Linked DNA regions of Mus musculus: region 2 is linked to region 1. A link is a contact called in public Hi-C data. All regions are on one chromosome and are shown on one strand. The core of a region is the stretch at or near the end of the contact, and the rest is flanking DNA. Distances in the headings are between cores, read along the strand shown. Region 1 holds the start of Dnm3 (dynamin 3). Region 2 holds the start of Vamp4 (vesicle-associated membrane protein 4).

Region 1 (3,000 bases), core at 248-2,747:
GTATGGCAGATGGGGCTGGGTCTCTGGTGTCTTTTATTACAGGAACACTAGCTCTTTCAAACTAGAGTTCCACCATTATGACTTTATTTAACCATAATCATTTCTTTATATCAAATACATTGACCTTGGAAGGATCTAGAATCACCATGGAAACAAACCTCTGGGCGTGTCTTTAGCTAGGTTAGTTAAGGTGGGACTACTCCACGTGTTGGGATTTCTGAGATTTCTGACTGCCTAGGAAGGACAAAGGTAGCTGATGATCAGCATCCGTTTAACTCTGCCTTCTGACTATAGATGCAATATGACCAGCCTCCACCCTCTTCTGCCACAGACGTCCCTGCCACCAGCTCCTCAGGGTCAGTGCGTAGAGGTTGCTGCAATAGTGGTCCAAAGTTTCCATCCCAAACCGGCAGCAAAGCATGGCTCTGTACTCCATGTGGTACTGGTTTTGCAGGCATGAAAAGTGAAAGACTGACTCAGCTATCATATAGCATATCCAGAGAGCCACCGAGCCTAGGAAACGTGGGGCAGGCTCAGACTTGGTTCACTGTTGTCCTAGAAGGGCAATAGTGCAATGGTGATGCCTAAGTGACAGTGAAGACCCCAGGGTGCTAGAGATGCAACACATTTTCCTATGTAGTCTCTAGTCTTTAGGTTACTTAAAGCCATTGGGCAATCATCAGATGGAAGATGTGCAGGACAAGTAAATATTGCGCACTAAATCCTGAGAGGTATCAGTATTCAAAATGCACAGGAAACAGGACCACGATAAGGAGGTGAAGAACCATGGCCATTTATCTTCGTGTCTCCATCTCCGGGCACAGACTCTTCTCAGTGTGCTAAATTTAACGGATCGAGTGCAGACTGCGTGGTTACAATGGACTCAACAGCCAATCTCTTTGTCCTGACCAGGAGCTAAAAGGACAGTTAGCTCAGGCAAGGAATTCTAAAAGCCAGAATGAGTATGGTAGGAGTAGGGAACAGAAAGGTTCAAGGAACTACACTTTAGCTTACAGAAGGTAGAGTAGGACAGGCTGGTAATGATGAGTACTTCAATAAGGTCAGGTAACCCAGTTTTCTAATGGGGATTGACTCTAAAAGGCCAGTTTATCTCTGCATCCCACAGCAATCTGGGGTTTTGGAGTAGGGGGTGAAATGTGAGATTTCCTTTTGGGAAATGTATTCTGGTGCGTACAGTGGTGGTGGTGCATGGTGAAGCTGATGTCAACGTGCTGTTAGCTGATGGTAGATGGTAGTGCTTTCCTCTAGGCTTCGTCTGTGTGGTTTAGCTCCTTCAAAAGGAACAACAATTCCTGTTGGGTGTGATTTTAGGCTTTTCCTTGACCAAGTGCAGTACTCTGCCCTTTAGCCTGGGCAGTGGCATCTGACTGAAGCTGGGAGGCAGTCCAACCGTAGGCCAGTAGGATTGGAAACTCTAGGGAGAAGCAGGGCGAGAGGCGTGGTGTGGGCGTGACCGTCTCAGGACCAGGCCACGCCTCCTTCGCCTCTCTGGGCTGCGCAAGCGCGTCGTGGGCTGTGAGCTGTCAGGATCCTAGCAGTGGGAGGCAGGGATCGGACATCGGTGCAGGGACTCCGCCGTGTGAGCCCCGCACAGCGACAACCGGGACAAGTGCTTCGAGGCCTGGGCTGCCTGCCAGGTCACACAGTCGAACAGGGACCTGTGGGGCAGTTGGCCGCACAGGCAAGATGGGGAACCGGGAGATGGAAGAGCTGATCCCTCTGGTGAACCGTCTGCAGGACGCTTTCTCGGCTCTGGGACAGAGCTGTCTGCTAGAGCTGCCACAGATCGCCGTGGTGGGCGGCCAGAGCGCCGGCAAGAGCTCAGTGCTCGAGAATTTCGTGGGCAGGTGAGCGCACCGGGAGCGCGGTGGGGGCGCGTCCGTGGGGGTGGGGGGAGCCCCGTGCTTCAGGCCGTTGGAACATGGAACGGTGTGGGGAGCCCCGAGGGTGGACTAGAGGCTGCAGCGGATTGGAGGCAGAGCACTAGTGTTTCTAGAGCGGGCGGGGTCCTCCTTGCTCTGAGCATCCTTCGCCCCAGCATTCTCTACCCGGTGGTGACCCCCTGTCTGCCTTTCATCCTGCCATACAAAGCCATTTCCTCCCCACCCTCGGTGGGGGAGTCGGGGTACGCCCTGGGATCCACTTCCCTCGCTGGCTTGGTGCGCGCCAGCCCCTGGCAGCCTGGAAGCGCAGCCTGGTGCTTTCCAGTCGCCAGTTCTCTTTCTCAACACCCCTCTCCTTTCCCTGTCACTCTCCTGGAAGCTCTCAGCCGGGATGTACCCCTCCTTCTTCGTCCACACCCCCCTCTCCCCCACCCCACCCCCCCGCCGCCCCGGCCCCCCATCCCCTGTCCCTGACTCTCATCTCAGCTGTTTACTGTTTGAAACAGTCATCGCCTGCCCGAGCAGGGGAGGCGGGGTGTGTGAACCCCGAAATCCCTGTGGTGAAGGCTTACACTGTTTGAAACAGTCATCGCCTGCCCGAGCAGGGGAGGCGGGGTGTGTGAACCCCGAAATCCCTGTGGTGAAGGCTTACACTGTTTGAAACAGTCATCGCCTGCCCCGAGCAGGGGAGGCGGGGTGTGTGAACCCCGAAATCCCTGTGGTGAAGGCTTACGGGGAGATGCTTGCCTACCATTCGCCTTGGGAGCTGAAGAATAAACGGTGGTGTGTTTATGAGTGTGCACCCATTCACTGCTCAGGCATGACTGAAAACCCGAGACCTCCAGGGATGACCGTGGACTTGCGATGTTCAGGTGCCTTGTCATTCCTGCACCATCTCAGAACTGACCAGCATCTCTCTTGCACTCTTTCTATGCCATGCGCCGCCTCCCCCCTCCCGCCCCCCACCAATCCTCTTGCATTCCTTAAGCTCTTGTTTATCCAGCGGGTCTTCAAGATAACATCCAGAATTCAAATTGTAGTTATAGCTTCATGTCTCACAATTTTAAACAACAACAAAGAGTTGTTATTGTTTTGA
Region 2 (3,109 bases), core at 255-2,754, 92 kb before region 1:
GATTTAAACTGTATCTGGACGATATATTTATATCCTTGACAGCCCAAAAGAAACAACTGGCTGATAACAGATATTGATCTTAGCTAACAGCAAAAGCTGATCTTAGCCAACAGGAGAGAGGGATCAAGCAAATTCACAAAATGTCTTTACACGGTATGACACTAAAACGTAATGAGGAGTAAACCTCTTATTCAAGTTCTAAAATCCAAGCTATCAGTTTGAGGAAGGAAGCAAACTCAGGCTAGACAAATAAACAAACCACCAGCAAATCAGCAGATAGATAAACGAGCTACCCTGGAACTACCCGCAACTAATGATATTTACAGATTAAAAATAAGTAGCGTAAATAAACTGTACTCAGAAATCAGAGTTGACTCCATTCTGCCTACAGTTCCTCCTACCAAAAATATTCTTGTCGTTAACGTGTCTACGTAGTAAGAGTCATCGTGATGTCTTTCCACGTCGTGGATGGAACACCACACGGTTCACTGAAGTGTCAACATCGCACGACTCTTACGTGTACTTCCCCGCTTGCTCAAATCTCTCGTATGCATCTTCTGTAGTACGTTCTCTATTCCGTGGCTTTACATGTAACGCACTTCTAACCTGTTGTTTAATCTACACTGGCTTTTTACCTCGACAAAACAAGCTCTATTTCATTTCGCTAAAAAAGCTCGAATCTGGCTGGGCACGGCTTTCCTTTGCTCAGCCTCCATCCCCCTCGCCAGTTCTTCCTCATTTCTCATCTGCAGTCTCGGCTGGTAACAGTTCCACGCAAATCGTGACTGGAAATCTTACTCGCAAAACCTGTTACGTGTAAGGATTCACCTCCACCCCCGGGTCATTCTAAGCACAGCGGGGATGCGCGCTTTCTCCGAACCCCCGAGGAAGGACCTCAGGCGAGCCTCTCTGGCCAATTCCTCGGCTCCCTTCGCCGCCGCCACCCCAGGCCACGCACCCCGACATCTGCTCGGAACTCTGGCCCCCGACTCCCCGTACAGGTGCCCCCTCGGGAACAGCTCTCCCCCTGGAGGGCAACTCGATCTCAAAGCTCCTCGGCCGCCCCAGCCCCTCCCCAGTCCTCGCGCCCCTTCCTCAGGACACCCCGGGCCCCCGGCCTTCCCCACTCGCGACCCGACCCTCGCGCAGGCCGGTTCCCAGCCCCAGCGGACGTTGGGGGCGGTAGGCAGGGGCGTCGCCTGGCTTCCTGCCTGCTCAGGCGCGCCGGGGCGGGATACCTGCGGTCTCCGATGGGCTCCCGGCAGCAGTCCCTGCTGGCAGCGCAGGGCAGGCGGGGGAGGGAGCGGGAAGCGGAGGAAGAAGGGTGGGAGGGGGAAGGCCGAAGGCGCAGAGCCGCCACCGCTCCGCTCTGCTGCAGCGCCCCCGCTCATCGAGCGACTCGGCGCTCCGCCGCCTGGCGCTGGGCAGAGGGGGCGGGCTCAGGCGAGGGAGATCGAGCCGCTCGGTACTCCGAGTCCTGGAGAGGGCGCAAGGGGGCAGGCTCAGGCAACGGAGATCGAGCGTCTCGGCGCTCCGGGTCTTGTCTTCTGGCGGAGGGGACATGTTCAGGCAATGGAGACCCTGAGCGGGTCGATCGCTTCCGTCTTTCTTGAACCCGGGAGAATCCCCCGGGGTTGTGACGTTCAGATCCGATGGAGGAGCACGTGGGTTGTACATGGGATGAGTAGGGAACGCTGAGAAGTCTTTCAACTGGAGCTGAAAGGGTGACTAGGATGTAGGTCCCGTAGAAGATGCTACTTTGCGGGCTGTCTGAGGGACCTGAGTAAAAGGGGCCGCATGTGATAAAATATCTGTCTGATACCATTTACAAAATTGCTGAGGGTTACTCAGTTTCATTCCTTTTGCTTGTAGCCTAAATGGCAGGATCCAAACATAGGGATTCAGGCGGGAAACCACCCTTACATTGCCATTCTGCCAATAATTCATCTCCTTTACAGTCTCTGCTTGACATATTTATTTAAAGAAGTCTGGCGTTGATAGACTTAGTCCAAAACTGTAGAAATGTGTATTTCTTTTCTTTTTTTTTTTAATTTATCCTCCTCCAAGTCTTTTAAGCTTAATGGTTATTAGTCCTTTGTTAAGAGTTTTTAAACTGTGGGGAAATATATTGCCAGTTATTTGATAGACACAAAAATAAGAAAAGATGCTCAGGGACAAGAAAACAAACCGGAGGAGGAAAATTCCAGGAGAAAGCCCTCTTTCACCCGATCTTTAGTTAGGGTTGCTGTTGGGCTCACTGGTTGAGAGTTTTCTCCTCACAACTTGGCTGACTTGGACTGAAATGGCCTGCCCAGATAGAAGGTATCTTAGTCTGTGTCTCTGGCAGGGCATGGTAGTGAGATTATCACGGAGTCACTAGACAGCCCAGAGGTGGTCTTTTGTTTGTTTGTTTCTATTTATTTAATGTTTTTAAAAGATTTATTATGTGTATGGGTGTTTTTGGCTGCATGCATATATGTGCATACACTACTATGTGTATGCCTGATGCTCTTAAAGATCAGATGAGGACTTCAAATCCCCTGGGACTGGAGTTACAGGCTGTTGCAAGCTGCCATGTGGGTGCTAGGAATTGAACCTGGGTCGTTAACAAGAAGGATAAGTGCCTTTTCTCACTGAGCCGTCTCTCCAGCCCCTTCAGTTGATGATTTTATCCGTATATTTGCTTACTATGCCGAACTTCCTTGCCTTGTTTCCTTAGCTAGTTAATGTCCTTGTCTGTTAACAGCATAAGGAAATACGATAGTAGAGCTACAATGGACATGTCATTCATACATGCCTTATTATTCTTATGAGTAATCTGTTATTTTTCTTTGTATTTAGTCATAATGCCTTAATTTGGCTACTTATTTTGATTGCTTTTGGGCCAGGAACATATGCCCCCACTCTTCTTTAGTAATGTGGGAGAGACCCTTTGACTATCACTAGCATTTGTGAAAACTTAGGAAATGTGATTTCTATGGTCAGCGTGAGTATCTGTCTTATTTAGTGTTCTATTGCTGTGAAGAGACACTGTAACCACAGCAACCTTTATAAAAGAAATCATTTCACTGAGGCTAGCTTACAGTTCTGAGGTTTAGTCCATTATCAG

What was found. A called contact is a pair of places that touch in the nucleus more often than the background predicts.
Region 2: a Hi-C map of cardiomyocytes shows a contact between it and region 1, with 12 times the contacts expected there. The contact joins the promoter of Vamp4 here to the promoter of Dnm3 in region 1. A contact is called at or near these places in 4 of 39 promoter capture datasets (cranial neural crest, embryonic stem cells and hippocampal neurons), 8 of 484 Hi-C or Micro-C datasets (the N1E-115 cell line, cardiomyocytes, embryonic stem cells and 3 more), 2 of 115 datasets of contacts at active chromatin or transcription factors (effector CD8 T cells and embryonic stem cells) and 2 of 9 other capture datasets (adipose tissue and pancreatic islet).

What each region holds. Positions count from the first base shown.
Region 1 is chr1:162,476,531-162,479,530 of GRCm38.p6, reverse strand. Dnm3 (dynamin 3) reads left to right here and starts at 1,497. Exons shown (of 21, transcript NM_001038619.2): 1 at 1,497-1,868. The coding sequence starts at 1,708. Gm31985 (a long non-coding RNA gene) reads right to left here and starts at 2,865. Exons shown (of 3, transcript XR_373653.3): 1 at 2,656-2,865.
Region 2 is chr1:162,568,910-162,572,018 of GRCm38.p6, reverse strand. It overlaps Vamp4 (vesicle-associated membrane protein 4), which reads right to left and starts at 1,504. Exons shown (of 8, transcript NM_001356527.1): 1 at 1,239-1,504.